Linked DNA regions of Mus musculus: region 2 is linked to region 1. A link is a contact called in public HiCAR-type data. All regions are on one chromosome and are shown on one strand. Each heading gives the region's core, a stretch centred on a gene start, on an enhancer-like site or on the middle of the called end of the contact. The rest is flanking DNA. Distances are from core to core; before and after follow the strand shown.

Region 1 (3,129 bases), core at 25-2,524:
AGGCCTTCTCGAGGCTTCCCAGGAAATATGGACTTTGCCCATCTACAGTTAAGAGGGCGTGGTGACCATGGAGAAAATTCAACCAGGTAAGGAGCTCTCCCATCTGCTGTGTGGCACAAACACACCCTCCTAGGGGGTCTCATGATGTCCCAGAAGTCGCGCTTGGGGGTGGTGGGGTTCAACTATAGAGGGGTCCAGTTCCTATGGAAATGCAGTGTATGCTCGTGTGCAGGGTAGTGATGGTGTTCGTAGGTCTGGCTTTGGGAGTTCCGGCTGGTGGGGATCCTGCTGCTGAGGAGTCCCATTTAAAGAGGGATCCCTCTACTGCGGGGCGGGGGAGTCATGCTCACAGGTTTCACAGGGTTCTACTGTTGGGGAGTCATGCCATAGGGACTGTAACTACTGCAGGGTAACAGCTACTGCTGGGAGGTCCTGCAGTCCAGAGGTCTCGCTGGGGGTCTCGCCACAGGGGTTCTGGCCCTTGGGAGAAAGTCCTGTTTGTTTGAATGGCCGCTATGCCAGCCAGCATCAGGCCTCTCACCTGTCACGCTTTTCCGGACACCACCGTTTCCTTTTAGAAGTTTGGACCATTTGATCGCCCTCTTGGTGAGTATCACCAGGTACGTGGAAAAGAATTCTTCATAAGCCGCATAGTCAAAGTCTTCGGGCCTTTCAAACCCATACGGATCGATCCTACAAACAAAAAGAACCTGTTTCCCCGAACCAAGTTTCCGCGCCTGCGGGGATGCGGCTGGGGTCCAAGAGCTCCGACACCCGACACCCCTCGGTCCGCCCCTCCGTCCATCCTCAGTTCACCTTCCCTTCCTCTCTTCCTCCCCTCCTCCATCCCCTCCACCCCCTCATGCCCCTCGCTCTCCGTGGACCAGAGCGCGTCCCCCGCGCAGCATCGACTGGCTCAGACCCAGTCCGGAGAGGGCGCCCAGCACCCCGCGCGCGCGGCCTCCGCACCCACCTGGGCACCCGAGCTCGCGCCGCCTGCGCGCGCTCTGCGGGATCCATGCGGAGAAGGGCCAGGGACCGCGGGACTCACAACCTCTGCAGCCCCGAGCGCTGGACCCCGGTGCGCCGCTGGCCCCGGGGCGCGCGAGTGCTTCCGGCGGGGGCGTGGCCGAGACGGGGGCGGGGTGGGGACGAGGGGCGGAGTCAGTGGGGGCGGGGCGGGGTAGAGTGGACGGAGCGGGGCTGGGGTGGGGGCGGTGTCGGAGATGGGAGCGCCTAGGGACCCGAACCGAGTGCACCTGCTGCAGCCTGGCACTAGGGATTTGAAAATCCATGGAGATGGAAACCTATGCCGAGGTTAGAAGACCTGGATCCACTTTGCAGGATTTTAAATATCCTTCAAGCCTCAGTGCCTGGCAGACTGGACTTTGGACTTCGGACTTCCAGCTCCGATGCTGAAAAAGGAGGGTTTTTTTGTTTGTTTGTTTTTCCACTTTGCTTCCTTGCTTGTCGAGGCTGAGAACATACGGTGTTTTTGAGGGCCACCATCAAAGGGTACTCGCTTCTCCAAACCTTGGAACCCGAGGTCTAGCCTTGGAAAGAGTTGCCGCCTTACCATCTCTCCTCGCCTAGGGAAGCCCCAGCTGTGTGCGCTACTGCAGGGTCACAGTGCCGCGGTGCCGAGCTTCTTTCGTGGTCCCTGTCGCCGTCCGTTTCTTGAGATTTCAGACTCTGGGCTTGGAAACCAGTTGACTGCCTTTCTTAGCGAGGTGCCCTCGGAAACCTGTGGAGGAATGTTTGGATTATGAATGCTCACCGTGCCGAGGTAAAGCATAGGGCTTTGGCGCCTTCGGGCCCTGTGGTCAGCGGTGGGACGGATCGGACGTTGCAGAAGCACTTTTCTGTGGTGTTTAGAAGGTGCTACCCACCTTCAGCTGACTGTAGTTGGAATGACCCTCAGCTGGACTTTGGGAACTCACTTGAACTAGTTAGAAACTTCAAAGTACCTAGCAGGAAGCGGCGGGGGTGGGGTGGGGGTGGGATTAGAATTTAGCCTGGTCCACTGGGACACTTGGATACCCCACTGTAAATGATCCTGACCTCAGCGCCAAGAATACAGGCAGCACCCGGTGGGACCGGTTCTCTCTCTCTCTCTCCCTCTCTCTGTCTCTCTCTCAAGGCTACATACGCAGCTCTGCCCTTTACTTCATTTTCTCTAGGTTTTGAGACTACTGTAAGACAGATGAGAAAACCTGAGGTTTGTATTGCTTTCCCTCCTCCTTGCTTTGACCAAACTCTGCTGAACAAGGATTCTCTACCAAAGCCTTGGTGCCTCCATCTTTCTTTCTTTTATTTTGTATTTATTTATTTATTTTATTCTTTTTACTTTCTTTTATTGGGGGGGGGCAGTGTCTCACTGTGTAGCTCTGGTTGGTCTGGAACTCACTATGAACACCAGGCTGGTATTGAACTCAGAGAGATCTACCTGTGCCTGCCTAACACACACACACACATCCTGAGCAATGGGAATAAAGGCACATGCCACCATATCTAGCCCCATCTTTCTTTTAGAATACAGCAAGAAATGAACCTGAAAATCCAGTTAGAGCTGCAGATTTGAGCTTCTCTGTTGACATTGGATGAAACTTAGTGCTGGCATGAGCAGAACCCCAAATTCTAGCTCCCACAGTCGCCCAGAGTGCTTGCTGCCTCTGGGGAAAAACGTGCAGAGATCAGCTCAGCCCAGCAGTGAACAGTGTTTTAACACCAAGTGTCCTTGCCAGTGCTCTGACCTTGACCTTTCCCCAGTGGTGACTCAGACCACAGACTGGACTACATTCTCTTCATACACAACTTTCCCCTTGGTCTGACCACACAGAGCTGGAACATTTCCTCCTCCATATTTCCTCCTCCTCCTCCTCCTCCTCCTCCTCCTCCTCTTCTACCTCTTCTTCCCGCTCCTCCTCCTTCTTGTTGATTTAGTTGGTTAGTTGGTTAGTTGGTTGGTTGGCTTTTTGAGACCTGGTCTCTGTCTGTACTTCTCTATCCTGGAGCTCACTATGTAGACCAGGCTGGCCTTGAAACCACAGAGATCCTCCTTCTTCTGCCTCCCAAGCCTAAGTCTTTCTTCCCTGTGACTTCCCTGTGACTGGCTGTTGCAACCAAAAC
Region 2 (3,191 bases), core at 176-2,675, 280 kb before region 1:
GCCAATTTCTACTATCTTATCATTATATCTATATGTGGTTATTACACATTGATTTGGGGACTTTAGCACGGCAATTATCTTATAGATCTTTACCTTCCAGGCCAGGAGTTCTGAGGACAAATCCTGGGACATCTGACATTTTGTGTCTTGACCTTTAGTTCAGTGCTGAACCCAACATAGACACTGTTGCAACGGCATCCTGGTACACACATGTCTGTAGTTGGATTGTTCAGTGCGGGTGGATGTTGTTGGAAGCTGTGGTCTTACGGTACATACAGGTGTGTCTGTGCAGCTACCGACGCATACATGTTGGGCCCTGTGGTGATGGTGCAGTTTAGGGAATCATGGCGTTGGAGCACATATGTTGGCCATTGTGGTGCCAATGCATGTATTCTTGGATACTGGTCTTGGTGCACATGTATGTTACTGCATGTACACCATGTTGGTACACACATGTTTCTGGTCACCATAGTGCTGAGATATATACATGTTGGTGCACATTGCGTTGTTGCACACCATGGTGCTGATACAATTCATGTTACTGGAGTCTGTGGTCCTGGGGTTTGATAGACTCTCGTTATTGGAGTCTGTGGTCCTGGGTTTCCCACGTGTTACTGAAAACCACAGTGCCAGGGCATTTATCCTGTTGGCAGGATGCGACCCGTCTGACCAAACAATAAAAAGATGGCCAGCAGCTGGAGAGGCTGGTGTTCGCCACCCTGTGCATTGCAGTAGTACTCTGTGCACCAGCGACCCGGAATCTGTGTGAAGCCGGTGGTGTCAGATGCAGAGCGTGGCCCTCTGCCAAACATGGCGAGGTTAGGGAGCCCTGGGCCTACAGCTGAGCTTCCTTCTCGTAGACCTGTGTCTTAGGTCTGGCACCGCCCTTGCTGGGAGAGTCAAGTCTTGACCCAGCTACCCACCGTCTCCCTCTTACCTGGGCATGAGACCTCGTGGAGAGCGCGCTCTAGGCTGCTGTGGACTCTGCACCTGCCCTGCAGCGGCGGGAGGTAAAGGGGGCCTGGGGCAGGAAGTAAAGGGAGCATTGGGCTCAGGCTGGATGTTCTTTGGGTGGTTTGGGATCGCGTCCCTGCAGCAGCTACTTCCAATCCCGGAGGACAGAAACCCTAGGAAGAGGGGGAAGGGCAAGGGCAGACCTGTGCGCCTGCGTAGTGGGCTTTCTGATGCCCCCTTGATGCAAACTAGCCTCCCAGGTGCTCAGGTGGTGCACACGCATGACTCCAGGTGCGGTGGTGACACGCCCGGCAGGCTCAGTGCTTCCGCTTCCGCCTAGCGCCCCCCGCCCCCCATCAACGCAAAGCGCGCCCCCCTCCCTGTGGCGCGGAGACCAATCCTGGGAAGCCAAGGAAAGCGCCACAACCCCCTCCCCGCTCCAGCCGCGCCCCCTCCCCACGGCTTAGCCCCACCCGACAGCACCTCTGGTGCAGCGGAGGACGATCTTCTGGGGATCGGTTTTGTTGAATCGGAGGATGAGGTTTTGGCTGAGAAATGAAGAGATGGCCCTAGAAGAAATGGTGCAGAGATTAAACGCGGTTTCCAAGAACACTGGTAGGAGGAGCCGCTGGCCTTGATTATATATTCTTAAGCTTGACATCATTTGTTGAATTGTAGAGAATTGCATCTAATGGCTGTATAACCACCTTCATTCACTATTCCCTAGCACTGATAACAGCAAAGGCAGGCGTGATGGGCATTTTTTTTTTGGTATCATCTTCTAGGCTTTGTGGATTGACAGTGTGATTTTATTCTGCTTGACACAGTTTGAGAATTACAGATCAGCAGCGCTGGCTTTCTAGGAGATGAGGGTTTGTAAGTGGAGCCATTTGCCCGTGGGGGGAGTCTGCAAGTCTGCTTGGGAGCATCACCTCATTTGCTGCAGTGGCCATGGAATTATGAGCCCAGAATGGTCCAGGGTCCAAGCCCAGGCCCTGCAGACACTGGGATGGGATGGGAGGTAAAATCCTCACTATGCACTTAAAGCCGTAAAGCCAATATTTGAAAATAATATAGGTTAAGAAGAGGGCGAGCAGTGCAATTAGACATTCATTTTCAGGATTAATTGTCTGATTACTTAAAATAAGCCGTGAGGGACAAGCTACAGCCTCCTGTAGATTTCAGCCCCTCGGAGCTGGCAGGATGCATCTTGCCGTCGGCCTCCATCCGTTGTGCCGAGGGTTCCTGGCACGCTGCAGAAGAAGCAGGTACCACTGACTAGTTGTGTCTGGCATGGGGAGGAAATAGTGGTGTGCTATTAAAAGTAGGTTGGTTTTTGTCGTGTGTTATGTGATACGTGGCGTTATCTAGTTTTCTAAGTAATACTTTCCTGGGGGATTAAAATTTCATTCGTTGTCTGGGCTGGGTGTGGCACCCTCCCTGTATTAAATAACTAAATCAGCATAAGCATCAAGTGCGGTGGTCTCCCTGCACTTGTGTAGACAGACGGTCAGTTTATAACGCTGGCTTTGCAAGTGAAATGGCTGCTTATTATAAATGGGTGAAAAGAGAAGACAGACGTTTATGCCTTCTGTCCCCTTCCTCTTAGAGATGTGGCCCAATTTTCTGGGTGTTGCTTGGACAAGATCTGAATGAGTGTGGAGCTCCAGGGAGCTGTTTGCCTGCCCAGGGGGGCCCTGAGGAAGAAGTGGGACTTGCTGCCCTTCCCACCTGTGCTTGGCTGGCGTGGGGGATCACAAGAGTGGGAATTGCTCCAGCAGTGACATCATCCTGAGTTTCAGATCCTGAGGTTTCCTCCTGGGCTCTGAAGGACACAACATGTGTGTCTTAAGTTGTAAAAAGGCTCCCAGAGGAGCAGAACCTGGACCAGATACTCATTGAATGTTTGTCCAAGCATCCTTGGATTGGGCCCCGGTGGCTACTATTGTCTCGCCAGAAGCAGCAGCTCCAGCCTGTGCCCTCTGAGGTTTCTGCAGTACTAGAGTTGTAGATTCCACTAAGACCCAAAGATGTGGTTGGCAGGACCCTCTGATATGAGCATCCCATTGTTCAGTGGTGGGGAGGGAGATGTCACCACACCTGCACCCTCCCTGGCTCTCCTGTTCTCAGTATAACTCAATCTGCTGTGGCACTGGGGAGGTGGGCTCTAATGGTTAGCAGCTATATGTCATGCAATGGGGACAGGAGTTGTGCATGCACAATGAAGTTTCTTGCTT

What was found. HiCAR-type assays count read pairs that join an accessible place to other places.
Region 2: a contact with region 1 is called in a HiCAR-type map of embryonic stem cells, with 2.2 times the contacts expected there. The contact joins the promoter of Mcf2l here to the promoter of 2810030D12Rik in region 1. A contact is called at or near these places in 4 of 39 promoter capture datasets (the 3T3-L1 cell line, hematopoietic stem and progenitor cells, hippocampal neurons and 1 more), 4 of 484 Hi-C or Micro-C datasets (cortical neurons, embryonic stem cells and nephron progenitors) and 5 of 115 datasets of contacts at active chromatin or transcription factors (craniofacial prominence, embryonic stem cells and pancreatic cancer cells).

The regions. Positions count from the first base shown.
Region 1 is chr8:13,199,508-13,202,636 of GRCm38.p6, forward strand. 2810030D12Rik (RIKEN cDNA 2810030D12 gene) reads left to right here and starts at 1,275. Exons shown (of 2, transcript NR_166508.1): 1 at 1,275-1,786; 2 at 2,181-2,283. It overlaps Grtp1 (GH regulated TBC protein 1), which reads right to left and starts at 1,117. Exons shown (of 8, transcript NM_025768.2): 1 at 974-1,117; 2 at 542-693. The coding sequence starts at 1,020.
Region 2 is chr8:12,914,486-12,917,676 of GRCm38.p6, forward strand. It overlaps Mcf2l (mcf.2 transforming sequence-like), which reads left to right and starts at 1,426. Exons shown (of 31, transcript NM_178076.4): 1 at 1,426-1,569. The coding sequence starts at 1,491. Gm15351 (a long non-coding RNA gene) reads right to left here and starts at 739. Exons shown (of 2, transcript XR_870153.3): 1 at 94-739.